Regions from separate parts of the Mus musculus genome. Here all the other regions are linked to region 1. Evidence: chromatin contacts called from public ChIA-PET, Hi-C, HiChIP or PLAC-seq and promoter capture Hi-C data. All regions are on one chromosome and are shown on one strand. The core of a region is the stretch at or near the end of the contact, and the rest is flanking DNA. Distances in the headings are between cores, read along the strand shown.

Evidence for each region. Promoter capture Hi-C pulls out the DNA fragments that hold promoters and counts their contacts. A called contact is a pair of places that touch in the nucleus more often than the background predicts. ChIA-PET counts read pairs in DNA pulled down with a chosen protein or histone mark. HiChIP or PLAC-seq counts read pairs in DNA pulled down with a chosen protein or histone mark.
Region 2: a contact with region 1 is called in an H3K27ac HiChIP or PLAC-seq map of acute myeloid leukemia, with 2.8 times the contacts expected there. The contact joins the enhancer-like site here to the promoter of Trim45 in region 1. A contact is called at or near these places in 2 of 115 datasets of contacts at active chromatin or transcription factors (acute myeloid leukemia and embryonic stem cells).
Region 3: a contact with region 1 is called in a promoter capture Hi-C map of neural stem cells. The contact joins the promoter of Igsf3 here to the promoter of Trim45 in region 1. A contact is called at or near these places in 4 of 39 promoter capture datasets (cranial neural crest, embryonic stem cells, neural stem cells and 1 more), 3 of 484 Hi-C or Micro-C datasets (CD4 T cells, nephron progenitors and uterus), 14 of 115 datasets of contacts at active chromatin or transcription factors (VIP interneurons, astrocytes, cardiomyocytes and 11 more) and 3 of 9 other capture datasets (adipose tissue, liver and macrophages).
Region 4: a Hi-C map of bone marrow-derived macrophages shows a contact between it and region 1, with 20 read pairs. The contact joins the enhancer-like site here to the promoter of Trim45 in region 1. A contact is called at or near these places in 2 of 39 promoter capture datasets (both in embryonic stem cells), 6 of 484 Hi-C or Micro-C datasets (bone marrow-derived macrophages, embryonic stem cells, muscle stem cells and 3 more), 18 of 115 datasets of contacts at active chromatin or transcription factors (the SCID.adh cell line, astrocytes, embryonic basal ganglia and 9 more) and 2 of 9 other capture datasets (adipose tissue and embryonic stem cells).
Region 5: a contact with region 1 is called in an RNA polymerase II ChIA-PET map of memory CD8 T cells, with 14 read pairs. The contact joins the enhancer-like site here to the promoter of Trim45 in region 1. A contact is called at or near these places in 3 of 484 Hi-C or Micro-C datasets (B cells, cortical neurons and embryonic stem cells), 2 of 115 datasets of contacts at active chromatin or transcription factors (large pre-B cells and memory CD8 T cells) and 1 of 9 other capture datasets (embryonic stem cells).
Region 6: a contact with region 1 is called in an RNA polymerase II ChIA-PET map of memory CD8 T cells, with 350 read pairs. The contact joins the enhancer-like site here to the promoter of Trim45 in region 1. A contact is called at or near these places in 5 of 115 datasets of contacts at active chromatin or transcription factors (embryonic stem cells, memory CD8 T cells, regulatory T cells and 1 more) and 3 of 9 other capture datasets (adipose tissue, embryonic stem cells and liver).
Region 7: an RNA polymerase II ChIA-PET map of effector CD8 T cells shows a contact between it and region 1, with 6 read pairs. The contact joins the enhancer-like site here to the promoter of Trim45 in region 1. A contact is called at or near these places in 3 of 115 datasets of contacts at active chromatin or transcription factors (effector CD8 T cells and embryonic stem cells) and 2 of 9 other capture datasets (adipose tissue and embryonic stem cells).

What each region holds. Positions count from the first base shown.
Region 1 is chr3:100,921,190-100,923,841 of GRCm38.p6, forward strand. It overlaps Trim45 (tripartite motif-containing 45), which reads left to right and starts at 1,304. Exons shown (of 6, transcript NM_194343.2): 1 at 1,304-2,210. The coding sequence starts at 1,723.
Region 2 is chr3:101,418,174-101,420,825 of GRCm38.p6, forward strand. All of the region lies in intron 2 of Igsf3 (immunoglobulin superfamily, member 3), which reads left to right. Among named protein-coding and RNA genes, the nearest start is that of Igsf3, 42 kb to the left of the region's middle. Within about 2 kb of position 1,323, at least 28 of the 459 cell types and tissues checked have an H3K27ac peak or open chromatin away from gene starts, as enhancers often do. A contact at or near this core is called in acute myeloid leukemia, where this site is marked.
Region 3 is chr3:101,375,810-101,378,461 of GRCm38.p6, forward strand. It overlaps Igsf3 (immunoglobulin superfamily, member 3), which reads left to right and starts at 1,316. Exons shown (of 11, transcript NM_207205.2): 1 at 1,316-1,393; 2 at 1,997-2,652. The coding sequence starts at 2,641.
Region 4 is chr3:101,312,195-101,314,846 of GRCm38.p6, forward strand. No RefSeq gene overlaps it. Among named protein-coding and RNA genes, the nearest start is that of Gm32803, 17 kb to the left of the region's middle. Within about 2 kb of position 1,332, at least 27 of the 459 cell types and tissues checked have an H3K27ac peak or open chromatin away from gene starts, as enhancers often do. A contact at or near this core is called in bone marrow-derived macrophages, where this site is marked.
Region 5 is chr3:100,557,197-100,559,848 of GRCm38.p6, forward strand. No RefSeq gene overlaps it. Among named protein-coding and RNA genes, the nearest start is that of Gm40106, 17 kb to the left of the region's middle. Within about 2 kb of position 1,330, at least 30 of the 459 cell types and tissues checked have an H3K27ac peak or open chromatin away from gene starts, as enhancers often do. A contact at or near this core is called in memory CD8 T cells, where this site is marked.
Region 6 is chr3:101,264,595-101,267,246 of GRCm38.p6, forward strand. No RefSeq gene overlaps it. Among named protein-coding and RNA genes, the nearest start is that of Cd2, 22 kb to the right of the region's middle. Within about 2 kb of position 1,302, at least 29 of the 459 cell types and tissues checked have an H3K27ac peak or open chromatin away from gene starts, as enhancers often do. A contact at or near this core is called in memory CD8 T cells, regulatory T cells and thymic regulatory T cells, where this site is marked.
Region 7 is chr3:101,235,027-101,237,678 of GRCm38.p6, forward strand. No RefSeq gene overlaps it. Among named protein-coding and RNA genes, the nearest start is that of Cd2, 52 kb to the right of the region's middle. Within about 2 kb of position 1,340, at least 46 of the 459 cell types and tissues checked have an H3K27ac peak or open chromatin away from gene starts, as enhancers often do. A contact at or near this core is called in effector CD8 T cells, where this site is marked.

The sequences.
Region 1 (2,652 bases), core at 54-2,553:
ATAATTCTTTTTTTTTCTTTTAATTTCATCTTTTCATAGTTTGGGGCTCTTTCCACCGAAGGCCCATACTTCGTAAAAGCATAGGCTTCGACAGCTATGCCTATACTATGACATCTCTAATAAAGAGGTCCCTGAAACAGTGATGCATGGGTTGAAATCATATATGGAAGACTGTAAAGGAAAACAGTGAGATAGACAGAGGCTTACGCATCTGAAGAATGGGAACAGATAGCAACTACGGAGCCATGCTATTACAATTTTTGGATTCAGAGATCAGTCAGTGCCTTAGACCCCATGTGTAGGAAACAGTCTCCAAATGAATGAATCTGAGACTCTTGGCAAATTCTTTAAGGCGTCAAAGAAATAATTATGCTCAGGGACCAGGTGTGCCCAACTTTTTAACTAGTCGGACCTACAAGGGACTTGTCCCAGTGACATCCTCCACTGCCCCATTGTGACCAACCAGGAGCTCCCCTTGATTGTAAAAACAAATGCCAAACTTGCTCTGTAGGCCACCCCCCGCAACCCTGACAACTTCTGTTACTGTAGAATTCTGGTGAGGTGTGTCTCTCCGGTCTTGGTCTTGAATGATTCAAAGCAGCTTCCACCCGGGAAACTCAGTGGAGCTCCGCGGAGCAGCAGTTCTAAACTTTTCAGTTAAGTTTAGTTCTGGAACCAGACACGGAGGTACCCTTGCCCTGGAAAATGCCAGAAGCTAGCCAGCTGAGAGGGTTCTGGTTCCGAGCACGCTGTACGTAAGAGATTCCAGGGCAGAAAAAATACTTGGAAAACCCAGAAAGGAAACTGACCCGGTGGCCGCTGATTCGCTATAGCCTCTGCAACCGAGAGCCTGCCTACAACTTCCAGAATGCTTCGGGCTACACCTCGGCCGACTGACAGTACCACGCACCAATGGGAGAACCCTATCTGAGTTTGGGGTGGAGCCTCAGCGCAGGCTTTTCAACGATCCAGAGGCCTCTCCGGCGGCAGGAGCTCACATTCGTGACGCCAACCACATTACGCCGCTCACTCCCAGACTCCTCCTCCCGGTTCTGCACGAGGCCCTCCCTTGCTCCCTCTCCTTTCGCCGCGCGAGTGGCCGGCGAGGATGTGGACCTTGCTGAACTTATTGGATGACAGTGATGTCACTCTGGAGGACGACATGGCTCCGAACTGCGAGGCCCGCCCCTTTCGGACGGTGATTGGATTCTTCGGAGAATCCTGGTCTGGGATTGGTGTGAGGCGGGGCGACGGCTCTAGGGCCTCCTAGGCAAACCAGAGAGGCGGCTGCCCCTGGCCCCTCACTCTGGGAGAGCCCGAGGACCCACTACCTCATCGCCCGGAGGGCGCGCTTGTGGCGTGGTGGGGGCGGGAGGGAGGGTGACCTTGGAGGACAAGAAATGCTGGGGTCAGGGTGGTGGTGGCAGAATTAGCTGGGGACTAGCTCTAGAAGCGCTTGCGAGGAGGACGATGTGGGTGATCCAGGAGGGTGTGGCTGTGACTGGTGTGGGATGCAGTGGAAAGGAAGGGCCAAACCACAAATCCGGAGATCTGTGGATGGTTCCTCAGAGGCGTTCTCTTTCTGGTTGTCCTTTTACTTGGCAACACGAGAGTCCTCATGGTCAGTGTTCAAGATCTTGGAACTCTGTCTTTGAGTAAATCTAACCTGCATTAGAGGACTGCGCAGGGCCTTTTGTGATACTGGGTACATACGTGGGGAAGATGTCAGAAATCAGGAAGCCGCTTCTGGGTTTCGTGCACAAACTCCAAGATGCGAACGCGTCTGGAAGCTCAGGCAAGACTCATTGTCCTACATGTCTGAGGCTTTTCAAAGTCCCCAGGCTCTTGCCTTGCTTGCACACAGTGTGCACCACGTGTCTGGAAAAGCTGGATCCATTCTCAGTAGTGGACATCCGTGGGGGTGACTCAGATACAAGCTCTGAGGGGTCAGTATTCCAGGACCCCGAGTTATGTAGCCTGCAGCCACAGATCGGCATCCTCTGTCCGGTATGTGATGCTCAAGTGGACCTGCCCTTGGGTGGAGTGAAGGCTTTAACGGTAGACCACCTGGCCATGAATGATGTGCTGCTGGAGAACCTGCGTGGGGAAGGCCAGGGCCTGGTGTGTGACCTGTGCAGCGACAGAGAAGTAGAGAAGAGGTGTCAGACCTGCAAAGCCAATCTCTGCCACTTCTGCTGCCAGGCTCATAGGTAAAGAGGGAGTACCCCGTTTATTGTGGCGTAAGAGTAGAGTGCAAAGAAAGCAAGACACAGATCCCTTTGGTGAGCAGGTCAAAAAGAAGGCTTTCGCAGACACTGTCAAAGTGCAAAGAACACTGTGCAAACAGATCGCAAGCTCTAGAACGGAGGTTAGCACCGCTGACCTGATAGCTGTAGTAACAAAAGCAGGGCAGGTTTCGGTTTATAGAGCACCTTGAGTTTTCTTCTATCACCAATTGTTTAATCTATTGAAAACGGACCGTGTGCTGGAGAGAGGATTACTGTGCTAGCATACACCCTGCGCTTGATCTCATCTGATCATTGTAACTCTTACCGAAAGGTGGGTGCTACTTCACCCCTCTTTAGTAAATGAGGAGATGGAAGCCCAGCAGTGGTTTGTGTTTCGCCCAAGTCCCACAGCTGGTAATCATGT
Region 2 (2,652 bases), core at 73-2,572, 500 kb after region 1:
TAATCATCTCTAGGCCATTTCTATTTTGGGTACCTACTGGAGGAGATTCGCTTTTTTTTTTTTAAAGACTGAAAAGATGAATGGATGATACCCTTGCCCTTGAGTCTCTCAGTAGGTGGGCCTTCTGTTGGTTCTTTCTACCCTTAATTTGGTATCCTTGCTTCTAAAGCCTTGCCCTCTGCTCTCTCTTCCAGCTGCCCCTAGAGCAATGATTTAGAAATATGAATCCAATCCATCTCCCTGTTTACCTCAGCGCCTCCCTCAACTCCCTGGTCCTGGAGGAAGATTATTAATATGTCCCTCAGTGCCCTCTCCTAACTGAAATGGAAGTGCCCTGAAGTTACAGGATAGATCTAGGCTGGCTTCCTGCTCAGCCTGGAACAGCAGTGATGCTGTCCTGTGTCAAGTTCCACCCCACATCCTTTGAGACATAGTCCAGATACACCCTTATCCCCCAGCTTCTATGAAGCTTTTTGGACCAGGCTGGAGGGGTTTCACCTGGCACCCCACTGCCAATCATATAGTATAGTATAGTAGTCGCTGTCATTTCTATTGGGAATACCAACTTAGGTGAAAGTTACTTATCCTTCCCTCACATTTGTGCCTTAGTGCCCGTCACATGATTGGCTCTGAAACCACAGTGAGGGAGAGGGGAACTTCTGCCCTGGTTAGCTTTGCTGCGTAACGAAGCACTCCAAGACTCAGCAGCTTACAGCAGAGATGGTGGATTGGAAAGTTTGGGTTAAGCACAGTAGGTGTGGCTGAGGCCTTAGCTAGGGAGGAGTCTAGGCTGGGAGATACACTGCATAATTGGATCATAATCACCACCCCTAATCCCAGTACCCTCTTTTGTCTCACCACCTCTGCTCATGTTTTCTTCTGAAGGGACAGTTGTGAGACGCATACAGGTCCATGTGCCTGTGGCATTACACAGTGATCCTCGGCTATCTCTGCACGGCCTCCCCACCCCCACCCCGTATCATATCTAGAGCCTGGTTAGTGCAGGTGCCTCTAGCCCCTCTTGGCTCACCCTCCAGTCAGTCCTTGCCTCAGGCTCTGCCTCTGCACTGTACCAGCACCACAGCACCAGCTCACAGTTGAGACTCCCCGTTGCAGTCACCAATGTGTTGGCTTTAACACCTTTTGTGCCCTTTGCTATCCGGAGACTGTATGTCTTGAAGCTGGCCTGGTTTAGGTTCCCCTGGACACTTCGGGCTCTCTGAGTGCCCCACCATTTCCTTTAGAGCAAGCTAGGCTACAAGGCAGATGGACAATTTATCACTTATCTCGGAGATTCACCAAGCCACGGCGCCGGGGAAAGCCATTAGTCATGTTCGGTGTCATGGAGAAAGTTACTTAACCTTGAAGACCATTTCCTCCTCTGGTAAGTGTGGCTGTAATGAAATCAACCTCATTCAGTCGAGGAGGAGTCCAGGTGAGGTGACTCGAGGAGAGCTGTGAGGACAGGCCCTTCACCGGCCTCATTCATCTTCATCTTCAAGTGCCATGTACTTGGTGCTAATCTAAAAACTGAGGGGAAACGAGAAAATGGAGAACAGGAAACGTCGCTGATCTTGTAACAGGAGAGAGGCAGCCCTGCCCTCACCACTCGGCCGCTCAGTACAGTGTTGTGAGTGCCTCGTTACTTTCCAGGGACAGGGCTCCAACACATTCTCACTGTGTACATATGCTCCGTGTATCTTTTGCATCTTTAACCCGAAGTGAAACGTTATGTTCCCTTTAATACTTCTAAACTTAGAGCTTTCACGAGACCCATTTTTAGATCAATATCTCATATTGGTAGGAGATGAAATTTTAAAATACTCATTTGTTGGTTTTCAAGTATTATTTGTTCTCCAGGGTTCCCCAGGAGACTGGTACATGGTGCATCATCCCCATGTTCTATTTCTATACATGTATGTATGTATGTATGTATGTGCAGGTATGTGTGTGCATGTGTGTGTATGCACACACCTGGAGGTCAGAAGTTAACCTCCGGTGTTGTTCCACAAGCACCACCAACTGTTTTGTTTTTTATTTTAAATTCTATTTTATGCCTATGGGTGTCTGTGCACCATGTGGGTGCCTGGTGTCTGCGGATGTCAGAAGAGGTTTTCGGATTCCTTGGAACTAGAATTAACAGATGGTTGTGAGCCGTCATGTGGATGCTGGGAATTGAACTCAAATCCTCTAGAGAGCAGCCAGGGCTCTTATTACTGAGCTAGCTCTCTGACCCCATCAGCTGTGGTTTTTTTGAGATAGTCTCTTACTGGCTCATAGCTCACCAAGTAAGCTAGACTGCCTGGCCAGCAAGGCCCAGCGATCTGCCCATCTCTATCCCCAGAGCTGGGGTTTAAAGTGGGCATTCCCTTGGCAGGGCAGTGGTGGCACACGCCTTTAATCCCAGCACTGGGGAGGCAGAGGCAGGTGGATTTCTGAGTTTAAGGCCAGCCTGGTCTACAGAGTGAGTTCCAGGACAGCCAAGGCTATACAGAGAAACCCTGTCTCAAAAAACAAACAACCAATCAAACAAACAAACAAAATAATAATAAAGTGGGCATTCCCACAGCCAGCCTTTTGTTTGTTTTTGTTTTTCAAGACAGGGTTTCTCTGTGTAGCCCTGGCTGTCCTGGAACTCACTCTGTAGACCAG
Region 3 (2,652 bases), core at 66-2,565, 450 kb after region 1:
TCCTTCCGTCTCTGAATCCTGATCTCAGACACTGAGCCTCTCTCACACCCACCTAGACATTCCATGGAGCCCACCCCCTGATTGCCAGGGCCTCTCTGTTCCCATAGCTGCCTGTGTGGTTACTTCTATTTCCTGGATTTTTCAGCCATGATCCACCACAACATCTTTAATATTCCGGGAAAACTCTCCCACCCACCCTCCAATCCTAGGTCAAGTGCTTTTTCTAAAATGGAGCTCTGATTGCTACAGGTCCTTACTCAAACCATTCAGGGGCTTTCTCCTGGGCGTAAGCTTAAAGCCCAGCCCTCCCCCCCCCTTCCGATTTTTTGTTATAACTCTTCCTGTCAGTCTTTCCTCCAGTCTAGTTAGGGTCCCACAGGGCTTTTTCTCATAGGTACTGAATCTTTCTTCTCTGGGCATATAAAGTTATGTTTCCAGGGCCTATCATTGTCCTCTGTACCCCTCCTCCCTTGTTCCGTGGTTTTATACTCCGTTTTCTCTAGGACAAGGCTTCCTGGGCCTTACCCAGCCCAGCACTTCACCCCAGGAACACAGTGTTGGAATGGGTTCATTCCACACCATTTATGTATGGCCTACTGTTAGTGTTCCCAAGTAGATCACAAGTCTGCAAGGGCAGTACGATCCAACCTGCTCCTGTAACGAGTCGTTTTTAGCTCCTTGTGTTTGATAATATTGAGTAAGTATGGTGCCACTTGCATGGATAGCACTGTTAAGAAACTAATGACAGTTCATTTGTAACTGAGTGCTTTTGACATATGAGGCATTCCGCTAAGTGCTTTACAAGAATGACGTGGACACCTCACACAACCCTATTAAGCAGAGCTTATTTACTCTTTGTGACAGATGAGCAGACTGAGGCACAGAGAGGTTAAGCAACACAGAAGCTAAGGCTATGAACCTAGGCTGTCTCTGGGGTCCAGATTATGCTAGAGTGAAGCACAATGTGGAGGTTTGTTATAGAAATAGACTCAAGTCTCCAGCGAAGCGTTTTGCTATTGTTTACCGGGCGAAAGACGCGTCCCCGGGAGCCTGGGCTTTGGGAGGGGCCCTTGGGGCGCGAACCCCAGGTTAACTTTCCATCAGCTCATCCCAGGTGGTCCGCAGCTGCGTGCGGGTGCAGCCAGAGAGCGCCGGGGCGGTGGGCGGGGCGTTCCGGGGGCGTGTCCCCGTGAGGCCACCGCCTTCGCCCTTGCTCGCCTCGCGGGGAGCTGCGGGCCAGGCCGGAGCTGGAGGGCGGGGCCTGGGGCGGGGCGGGAGCAGGACGGCCTGAGCCGCTGCGGGAGGCGAGGAGGAAGCCGTGCGTCTTGGGAGGCGTGCGGGACACAGGACCGGCGAGCGTTCGGTTGCTGGGAGCTGCGGGGCCCCGGGCGAGGTGAGCGCGGGCGGGCGGGCGCGGATCCGGGTTGGGGGCGCGGGGACTGTGGCGTGGCGATCGGCGTCCCGCCCCGGGCCCAAGCCCCTTTCTCCGTCGGAGCCGGATCGCGCCGGGCGGGCTCAGCTTGCCGCAAGCGGAGCCCCGAGCCCCTTTTCGGACCCTTTTCTTTGCCAGTGTCTCAGACTCAACCGCCGGGGAGGTAAAACAATAGCGGGCCACCTGGGACGCGGCGCGCCCCGGCTCCCACGGTCGGCGCCCCGAGTCGCGGCCCCGCGCCAGCCCCGTGGCGACCCGCGCTGCCGAGGGTGGGGCTGCCTGCCGCGCCCCGCTCCGTAAACCGTGACGGGAAAAGCCCGCGAGTGAGAGAGGCATTTGGTGAAAGTGTTTTGAGAACAATCATAATTGCCCTGCTCTGGGCGGGGAAACTGAGGCGTGGGGAACGGAAGGTAAGATTTGTACAAGGTCAGGATGCACACATGGGCTGCCCTCGCCCAGGGAAGGGACCCAGGTGGCTCGGCTGGCCAGTCGGGTGCTTTGGCCTCTCTCGGTTTTGCGGCGGTTGTGTTGGCCTTAGATAAATGTCTGTTGTGTTTGTTTTAGGAATCTGCGGGCTTTTGTGGGACCACTCTCGAGCTATCAAATGCCAGCTTACTTCGTGTGCCCTGGGAGGTTCTGGGGCAGGTGACGGTACCGTGACCTCTCACTATGGATGGAGATGGACTTTTTGATGAAGAAATCCGAAGTGTCTTTACCAATCCGGGTGTTTTGGCTGTCTTGGGTTTTGACAAAACCTGCCTGGTTCCCTTTGGGGGATCCGAATGAGCGATCTCAGACACCTTCACTGCGAAGCCAAGGACATTTCTGTATAATCAGCGCATGAAAGGATTTTCTCAGACTCTTTCCTCCCGTTTTCCTCGAGGATTAATCCACCAGAATCCATAGTTCCGGTGGAGTCTGCAAGGCATATACAATGTGGCAGAAACCTTGAGCGCCTTCGGAATTGCTCTGGCCCCTGCCTTAGGCATAGAGGACTCTATTGCACACGCCACGCCACTCCCCTCCCCTGCCCCCAACTCCCTCCTTCTGACTACTCTGTCTTTGACTGGCTCTCATTTTCCCTGTGAAGTTCTGTTTCCAAACTGTTCCCTGGAGCTATAAGTGGATTGGCAGTAATGAGAGATTAGGCGGTGGGAAAAGCACGGTGCCCTGTGCAGTGTCCTTTTCCTGCTGCCGCTGCCGCCGACATGAAGTGCTTT
Region 4 (2,652 bases), core at 82-2,581, 390 kb after region 1:
CAGGCAGTGTTGGAGGGAGATGGAAGTCTAGTGGGTGGCCTTTGTCTCCTTTTGTTTCTACTTTGTCCCTTTCTCGAGTCCCTTTAGGTAGTGTCCCTTAGAAGCAAGGAAACCCTCGTGGGAGACAGAAGAGTGGACAACTCTGTGGCCTGTTTCTGTTTCTGCATCATGGGGCAGGGCACTCTGAGAAGCAAAGCCAGAAATTTGTCTGAGCAGAGCATTGTGCAACCACTTCATCTCCAGTGGCTCCCCTCTTTCTCATAGCTACTCTATGAGATGGGCACAGTGGCACCTGCACTGAGGAGCCAAGGACCGGTGCCAATCAGGAGCTAGCTTGCTCATGGGGAGTGGGAAAGCAGGTTAGAGACCAGTGTTAGGCTTACTCATAAGCTCAAGTTCTCAGCCAACATGCTGCAGGCACATCACTGCCCCACCTTTAATCCCAGCACGGTGTGTGTGTGTGTGTGTGGGGGGTGCATGGGGGGTGTGGGGCGGGGAAGATACAGAGGTAGGTGGATCTCTGAGTTCAATGCCAGTTTAGTCTATATTGGAAGTTCTTGGGATCTAGGGTTGCATAATGAGACCTTGTCTTGAGGAGGAAGAGGAGGAGGTAGAAGAGGAAGGGGGAAGAGGAGGAAGAAAAAGGAAGAGAAAGGGAAGAGGAGGAGGAAGAGAAAGAGGAATCATTTCATTCTTTGGTCACTCTAGGTGCACGCCAGTGACCACACTTGGGTATTTTCAATATAAAAGAAACTTCTAGACGATGACGTTGGCGGACTCCCATTCCTTGTCAGAAAGGAAAGGCAAGAACCAACCCTTTCATCTACCATCTCTTCCTCTTATTTCCATTGCTTTGCCTAGTTAAACCATCAGCTCCACCCTGCAAAGGGATGGAAGGAATTCCAGAAAAGAAAGAGCCAGTGGTAGTTGGAGATGGTGGCCTGTATCGTTTGATCCTCTTTACTTGGGGACAGAGGATTGCTGGGTGAGCACCAGCTGAACTGAGTGCCTGGACCCCGCCCTGCCGGCCTCTCGCCCTTTTGCTTCTTCCTTTTAGCTTCCATTTCTCCTCCCTACCTCCCCCTCCTGCCTTCCCCTTCCACACATGTGAAGTGTGCTTCTGTGCAAACCTCCTCTTTGAAAAGGTCACAACACTCCCAGCTGTGGCAAGGAAGATGTACGGAACACATTTGCATCTTTTCTCGGTTGTTGTCCTAATTACACATAATAAAGGTATTTAGTTCTAGAAGAATAGCTGGTGAGCCTGAACTATCATAAAAAGGCCCTGCCAAGAGCCATTTCCTTTATCAAGAGACAACTTGCTTACAGACAGTGGGAAGCTGTGATTCATCCTCAAACCACAGTGTTGCTACAAGAAATTTCGATTCATGGGAAGTGGCTGTTGCACAAACTTTTAAGAAATGACAATGTCCCAAGCTCTTGCCTGGTTTCTGTGACTACCACCAATGCCTTAACTAAATGTATGGTGACAGAAAACCACCACAGCACACACCGGGACTCATTTATCAAGGAGCAGCAACCTTTGATTGCACAGGCTGCCCGTTTTTCTAAATAAAATTTTATCTGAACACGGCAGTCACTGACATAGCTATTATGGCTGTCTTTGCACTCCAGCAATAGAGCTGGGTGGTTGCAACAGATGTCTTACAATACCTGCAAATTCTACAATGCTAACAGATGAACGTTGGTAGATAGTACGCTAGCCCCTGTCTTGTCAGGTGACAGGTAGGCAGCATAGGGTTAGGCTGTGCTATGTTCCTCTGTGGGGAGGTGTATTAGTCAGGGTTCTCTAAAAAGGAGCAAAATTGGTGGAATGAATACAAATATATTTAATAGGAATTTATTACAGTGGTTTACAGGCTGTTGCTGACTGACCCAACAATGGTTATCTCCTGACAGAAAGGCCAGTAATTGTTCAGTCCACAAGACTGGAATGTCTCAGCAATCTTGGTCTGGTACTCGAGTCCCAGGGAATCCCAGAGAGCTGCTGGTCTTCAGTCTACATTGGAATCCCGAGAAAGTGAGTTCTAACACCTGCTAAGGAGAGTGAGAGCAAGCTGAAGTGGAAATTGTTGGTTTCTTTGGAGACTCGGCTGTGTCATGTGATGTTTTTCTGGAAGGGCATGTGATGTTTTGCCGTAGTGGATGTTTGAGCGGTCACGTGACATTTAGAAAGACTATAAATATAACGTCACAGAGAGTTAAGAGGATGCTCTTGCATTGGCTCACCTTGCAACACTTTGCTGGTCTTGAGTGGTCTTCAGGTGTCATGACTTTGTATGGAGAAACGAGCCAGAGAATTTCACGTGGGATTCCAGCTGCTTCTTGCCCCTTCTACAAACTCATGGTGACTCAGCAGAGCCTCAAGACGTCTTCTGGATCGAGCCATGGCTACTGATTCATGTGTGGTGTTTTGGACTGGACTGCTGATATCCTGACAATGCGAAGATTAGAATCGCCCCCAAAGAACTACTTCTAAACAGCTCCACCCCCCACCCCACCCCCACCCCGTTTCCTATTAACCTTTCTTTTCCCCTTCTTCTGGTAGGTGGGCTAGAAGGGAGGTTGAAGCATTTAAGAACTCTTATTAAAGCAGGCAAAAAAGCAAAAGCTTCCTTTAATCAAGGCCTC
Region 5 (2,652 bases), core at 80-2,579, 360 kb before region 1:
CCTAGGCAGGAGAGCCTGGGCTGTTTAAGAAACCTAGCTGAATATGAGTCAATAAGCAACATCCCTTGTTGTTGTGTCCCTGTCCTGATTTCCTCCAACGATGGATTGTGACCTGGAGTAAAGTCAAATTAACTAGCTCTTCCCTAGGTGGCTTTTGGTCAGTTTTATTAATAGCAAAATGTCAAATTAGAAATAGCCCTTTGTTGGGCTGGAGAGATGTTTTAGAGGTTAAGACACTTTCTGCTCTTCCAGAGGTCCTTAGTTCAATTCCCAGAAACCACATGGAGGCTCACAACCATCTATAATGAATTCTGGCCTGCAGGTACACATGCAGGCAAAATACTGTATACATAATAAATCTAAGGAAAGGAGAGGGGAGGGGGAGGGGGGAGACCAAGCCCTTGAATGATTTCTGTCTCTATTGGTTGCCCTAATCACCCCAAGTTGCCCAGACAAGTCTCCAGGGATACATGCTGTTAAGTGCGCAAATGTCTCTCTTCCTGAGCCTCACCTGAACTCTAGGCTTGTTAGCTTCTTCTATTCATTGTCCAGGACATAAAAACATTAACAGGGTCAAGAGTAGATTCCTAAAGTCCCTTCTCAGTAAGTAGTAACACCTCTTCTAGTGGCTCTGGTCAAAAGCTTTGGCATGAAGTCTGACTTTTTTTTTTTTTTCTTTTTCTTTCCTTCCTTCCTTCCTTCCTTCCTTCCTTCCTTCCTTCCTTCCTTCCTTCCTTCCTTCCTTCCTTCCTTCCTTTCTTTCTTTCTTTCTTTCTTTCTTTCTTTCTTTCTTTCTTTCTTTCTTTCTTTCTTTCTTTCTTTCTTTCTTTCATGGTTTTTCGAGTCAGGGTTTCTCTGTGTAGCCCTGGCTGTCCTGGGAACTCACTCTGAAGACCAGGCTGGCCTCAAACTCAGAAATCCGCCTGCCTCTGCCTCCCAAGTGCTGGGATTAAAGGTGTGTGCCACCACCACCCGGCCTGACTTCTCTTATTGTCTCCCAAATGCATGGAACAAATCCATGGTCTACACTGCTGCTCTAAGTCAACAATGCTCTCTTCCGGCTCGTTTCAGTACCCTCCTCCCACCCAGCTGCTCTGTTTCTTCCAACTATGGCTCCCATATACTGTATTCAGCACCCAGAAACCAAAGGAACCCCTTGAAAACAGGCAGACAGGTCATTTTGTAATGCCACTGTCTTCTTGGGGCTTCTTTGTTGCTCAAGATTAGAATTAGTTTTCAGAAGAGACCGTGAGTCTTAAGTGACTAACCTGTTTTATCTCTGGTTTCCTCTCCCTCTGCTCTACTCTGGCTCAATCTGCCCTAAGCCTGCTGTTTTTTGAGTAGGCAGCAGGAAATAGTCAAACTCGGTGAACCACATAGAAACAAAGAGAACATACAAAGAATCAACAAAACCAAAAGCAGGTTCTTTGAGAAAACCTCTAGCCAAACTAACTAAAAGGCACAGAGACAGTAGCCAAATTAACAAAATCAGAAATGAAAAGAGAGATATATAACAACAAACACTGAGGAAATTAAAAAAGCCATCAGATCCTACTACAAAAGCCTATACTCAACAAAACTGGAAAATCTAGATGAAATGGATGATTTTTTAGACAGATAACACGTACCAAAGTTAAATCAGGAGCAGGTAAACTATCTAAACAGGCCCATATCCCCTAAAAAAATAGAAAAAGTCATTAAAAACCTCCCAACCAAAAGAAGCCCAAGGCAGATGGCGTTAGTGAGGAATTCTACCAGACTTTCAAAGAAGAGCTAATACCTGAGGGTTTATGTTTTAAATGTGTGAGTGAGTGTGTGTGTGTGTGTGTGTGTGTGTGTGTGTGTGTGTGTGTGTTGCCTTCCATGTATATCTGTCTACCACCTGAGTACCTGGTTCCCATGGAGGCCAGGAGAGAGTATGGGATCCCTTGGAACTGAAGTTGTAAACAAGATGTAGATTGCCTCATGGTTGCTGGAAACTAAACCCAGGCCCTTTGGAAGAGCCGACTTAACTGCTCTGAGTAGTCCCAACAGCCCGACTGATGTCCTGAATTTAATCTCCAGAACCCAGAGCTGGAAGGAGAGAACCAGTCCCTGCAAGTCATCCCCTGACCTCCACAGGTGCCCCATGGCACCCTCCCCCAATGAAAATGATGAGAACCCCTTCATTTTCCACACCTATGCCAAGCGTGACGAAAATCTTGGCATCCCTTGTTAATGTTCAAGTGTGAACGTCACACTCGCGCATGTGCGAGACACACACACACACACACACACACACACACACACACACACACACCTGCGCACTCGAACATACACTCTCCAGTATGAAGCTAGCCAGTCCTTGTCTGAAGGCATGGGTTTTATTTTGACTTCTGTATACAGCTGCTGGCAAGCAGGTTAGATTTTGAAACAGTATGCCATGAGTCACTTTCAAGTTTTCTAGCCCAGATCCATTTCACAGGAAATAAGATTATACCCAAAGTTGACTAACTTGCCTACAGGTTTACTCCACTCAGCCAGGGGAAGATTAAAGTACAATTTTTGGCCAGCTTCTTACTGGCTAGATTTCACTGTTCTCCCTACCGAAGCCTGTCTTCAAGCTCGCAGTGCAGCCACAGTACCAAAAAACAAAACAAAAACAAAACAAAC
Region 6 (2,652 bases), core at 52-2,551, 340 kb after region 1:
ATTTTGTTGTGAACACGATTTGTATTGCATACAGTTGCTGTGCTTTTTTGTTGTTGTTGTTTTGTTTTGTTTTGTTGGTTTTTTGAGACTGGGTTTCTCTGTATAGGCCTGGGTTTCCTGGAACTCACTCTGTAGACCAGGCTAGCCTCGAACTCAGAAATCCACCTGCCTCTGCCTCCCCGAGTGCTGGGATTAAAGGTGTGTGCCACCATGCCTGGCTAGTTGCTGTGCTTTTGTTCAGTTCAAAATAAGTTTAATTTCTCTGAGATTTTATTCTTTGACTCTTGTGTCACATCATGTCCATATTTTAAAAGAATCTCAGCTATCCTCTCATTAATGGCTCCTAGGTTCGTTCCATTGTGTTCTGAGTCTCCTGATCTTCTTGTCTCCAGCTGTGAGGGTGAAGCCATCTCTCCTCCTGGTTGCTGCCCCACAGGTGTAAGCCCCACTGTTGGGTGTGGGCAAACTACACATCCTTCTACTGTTTTAGAGAAGTGACAACTTTACTAGTTCATAATGTGCTCTTAATCTCACATAACATTTGTCAGCCTGAAGACTGCCTGAAATCAGTAAGTTATCCCACTTTCCTTTGAGTCATATTAGTGTAGTATCTCTGTCTCAGTTCAATTACATTGGAATCTACAATAGGAGCTGGAAATGGCGCAGCAGTTAAGTCACTACAACATTTGTAGCATTTCCTCTTTCTTGTCTATTGGTCTTTTGTTGTCTTCTGGCTGCTTTGGTTTTAATTGAGCTCTGTGTATTATGTTGCTCTCTCCCCTTTCTTGGCTTATCATTACACTTTTGTTTTATGGTGATTATATTACATTATAGTTTACAGTACATATTCAGAGAAAATCCAAAATCCAGGTCTACTTTTAAGTAATATGCCACTTAGTGGGTGACATAATTTCTTGTTAGTAATAAAGTAATTCCAATTCCATCCTTCCATCCTTGTTAAATTGCTGTGCCTCCTTTCACTTACACATAAAAGTGCACATGTATGTGAACATGCATGCACACAAGCTCACATGCCCATATATACACACATGTACACGCAGAATCAAATACCTTGTTGTGGTTAACTACTGCTATATGCTATGACAATTAAGAATAGGAAAGAGAAGTGGGTTTTGTATTCATTTATTCTCTAGTTTCTAAAAAAAAAAAATTTATATAGTTGAAACTTCTGATCTTTGTGGTTTTCTTTTTTTCTAAAACATCCCCTTAATCTTTCTCGAATGTCAAGTCTGCTGTAACAACTTCCTTCAAGTTTCGTTTCTTACAAAAATATCACTTTACCACTCACTGGGACTCAACTCTTGGCAGGGATCCAGATGAGCTCTTGCCCACCAACCCTCTCAGCCTTGTCTTCTGGCCATTTTGTTAGCCACCAACCCTCTGAAACACTTTCTACCAAAGACCCCCCAGTGGCCACATTGGGCTGGGAAGCACAAAGATGGTTTTCACTAGTCTTGAGTCTGCCATTCTGATCTCTTCTGATCTACTATTCTTAGTTCTGTAGCAACCTGCCTGTAGGAGTCCCAGCTCCCACCCTACCTATACTCCTGAGAACCCCAGGCTCCCTAGCTCTTTCCTGCCTCCCCTCTCAGCCTTTCTTCTGGCCCATCTCCATTCCTTTGTGTCCCACTGACCCCAATGACTTTCTACCAAGGACCCTAGGGCCTCCATACTTGCCTTGAATCCAAAGTGGGCAACAACAACAGAACACCCTCTCAACAAAGGCAAGATCAGGTATCTATATCAAGAAACATCACAAACATCATAACTCCAAATGTCTATATCTATATGTAAAAACACAAATGTGAACAGCCAAGACAATATGCCTCCTTCAGGAGCCAGTAACCCTACTGCAATAGGCCCTGAGAAATGCAAGTTAGCTGAAGCACAAGACAAGGACTTCAGATAGCAATTTTAAAAAATTTAAGGGCCTCAAAGAGGATCTGAATAAATGCCTTAATGAAGACCATGAAAGCACAAACTGTTAAGTGAAGTGATGAGAGGTGAGAACAATTCAAGACTGGAAAGGAGAACATAGCAAAGGATTAGGATTATTGAAGGAACCTAAGCAGAAATAAAACTGAAGATGAAAAAGTTAGGGTGTAAAAAACAGAAGTAAACCCAAACATTGTCAGAGGTGAGTCTCACCAGTGGAAGTTCAGGGACAACAAAGTAGAAGAGGTGGAAGGCTCAGGCAAAGAACATGGGCAGTCTAAAAAGGCCCAGGTGCACAGAACACATAAAGTGTGAAAGGAGAAGAAACCCTGGGCAAAGGCACAGAAAACACTTTTAACAACATTGTAGATGCGTTCACCCAATCTAAAAAAGGAGATGCCTACCAAGAAACATGAAGCATACAGGACACCAAACAGATGGAACCAGAAAAGGAAGTCCACATGCCACATATTAATCGAGACACTAAATGTACAGAACAAGAAAGCATACTAAAATAAAAGCTACAAGGGGAAAAAAAGATCAAATCATATATAAAGGTGGGTCCACTAGAATAATACCTGACTTTTCAATGGAGACTCTGAAAACCAGAAGAGCCTAGCTAGATGTTCTACAAACTCTGAGAGACCACAGATGCCAGCCCAGACTACTATGCCCAGAAAATCTATCAGTTGCAAC
Region 7 (2,652 bases), core at 90-2,589, 310 kb after region 1:
TACACACAGAGAAAATGAGTGGCTGGTGGTGTTATGGTATTATAGACAAGGTTCTACCATGCCAAAGACTTCATAAATAATATCTAACTTACTACTTTCATTATATATACATATACAGCCATAAAGAAAGGAAGGGGCTCCCATGTAGCCCAGCATGACCTTGAACTCCTACCTCAGTCTCCCCAGGGCTGGGTTATAGGCATGCACCGCCACGCCTGGCATATTCTCCTAGTTTGCAAACATTTCTATTAGCAATAAATAATTATATCACATTTAAAATCTTCATTGGATTCTATTTTCCTGGTTTTTCTTTTTCATTTCTGATGAATGCCATTTATTATTATGAAGATTGCTGTAAAACAAATGATGCTTTCACTATGAGTGTGGCAGGCAGCTTTACGTCAGAGATGAAGAGTAGCAGTCGGAGTTTCAAGTGAGCCCTCTAATTCCTAGGCTTGGTTTTGAGATGTAACAGTGAAAGAAACCACTATGCCCAAGGAGAGGAGAGTATGAATCACGGTGTTACAAACTAACTTCTCAGGTGGGCTGGATTGCTCAGCACTTAGGCAGTCCTCCTACAGAGGACCTGAGTTAGGTTCCCAGCACCCACGTTCAGGGTATGGAAGCAGACTTGGGGAGGTTTACAGCAACGCTAAACTCCAGTTCCAAGGGACCCCAAACTCTTCTGATCTCTGAGGACGCCTGCATTCACATTCACATATCCACACATACTCATAATTAAAAATAAAAATAGTCTTTTAAAAATAAAAATAGTAAGCTCTTTATCTTTCAGTGTTTTATTTAAATATTTTATTACATTTATTTATTCTGGCATGTGTGTGTGTGGCATGTGTGTGTGTGTGTGTGTGTGTGTGACACACATGTGTGCCAGGAGGTGTCAGTTCTTTCCTTCTGCCACCTGGGTCCCCGGGATTAAACTTAGGTCGTTAAGCTTGGCAGCAGGCATGCTAAGCTGCTGGCCATTTTGCCAGCCTATAGCTTATCTTGAATCAAACAACATTCTCTCGTCATTTGTTCTAGAAGCTCAAAACAGGGATAGCAGTGTGTCTCTTCTTTCAAAGTCCAGTTATTAACAAAATCTACTAACCTGTCATTTCTCAATCAGTTTTCTCTGTAGACTAGTGGTGGACTGTTCTGATAATGAGCCTACACTCTTAGAAAGACTATGTATTTCAATTGTGTGGTGACTTGTAATATTAAAATATTTAAAGCTATGTCCTTTTACAGTTTTGGGTAACCACGGTCTTGTCTGCTGGAAGAGCACCCGGGTTTCAAAGCCATCTAGTTTGTTTTTCTTACTGCTTCCACCTGCGTTTCCGTTTCATCTCTCACCCCATCTGTGGCTGCTAATCCCGAAGAGCACCTTCGCTGCACTGCTACAGTGAAGCCTCAAAGCTGTTAAAACATCAACAAGAATGCGAGCTTGCAGGGCTGTGGAACAGCGAGGCGATCCTCATTCTCCGCGGATGAAGGACATCTCCCTCCGTGCGTGCTTGCCTCCTTGGGTCATTCATACAAACATCCTGTCTCCAAGTCCACCGTTGAAATCCAAGCCAGCCTGCAACATTGCATACTTACAGCCCTGGCATTCTGTCGACTTCTGCAATTGGGATAGCAACATTTTGTTCAGCCATTGGAAGTGTCCTCTTCTGTTACAAAATCAGTCTTTCCCACTTGTATCTGCCCAGTCCCAGTATGCAGGGACAGGCGAAAGGTGAGGCTGGTGACTGTATTGCATGCAGTCACCCTCTGCACTTAGAACTCGAAAGGAAACAGGACAGTATTTAAATATCGCAGTCCAAATGTCCAGCGTCCCAGGCTTGTAATAATGGAGACACTGTCATCACACAAACGTCCAAAAGAAATGCTGAGTGGAGAGATTGGTTAGAGTGTTCTCAGAAATCTTGGGGTTTACTTCCTCCTAGAAGTCAGGAACAGGATGCTGTGGACTGTCAATGGGTCATTAACTTGACATTCATTGGCCCTTTTGTTGACAGAATTGAGGGGGGTGGGCTTATTCTCCTGCCTACCACTAAGATTCATTCTAGGGAAGGCGTAAAATGCAGGGCAGCTGCTTAGAAACCATGGGCAGCGCAGTCCCGAGCCCTGCATTTACCAGCATGGAACAGGGAAGGTGATCCACAACTGTGGGCCCAATAGGCCCTCAAGAGGTTTGAATTGACCCTCAGTCCTGGCGTCTGGAAATCCATCATTCCACATAGACACAGACACCCGAGCTGAATGAGTAATTAGTATGGTTTAGAAAATTCAATTCAACAAGCAGTTATTGAGTGCACTGTGAGCACACAGTGTTCAGGACCAGGTGCTGGCGGAGGGAGGAAACAAGGGTGGGAGAGACTATGCAGTCATCTACGAAATGCTGCTCATTCCCAGAAGTGCTCAGGCCTGGCAGCGAGACAAAGCCTACGTAGGAAATAATGAGAAAATACGAGAGACAGTGTCTGATATTTAAAACCATAGGCTGAATGTAAATCAGACCTGTGGCCTCAGCACGGGCGATGGATCAGATGGGGTGGCAAGGAGCCTGTCGGTGAATGATTAACGGGTCCAGGGGGAGCTGAGGAGCCTGCATTGGAACACGATGAGGAAGCACAGACTGGAGGTCCTGAT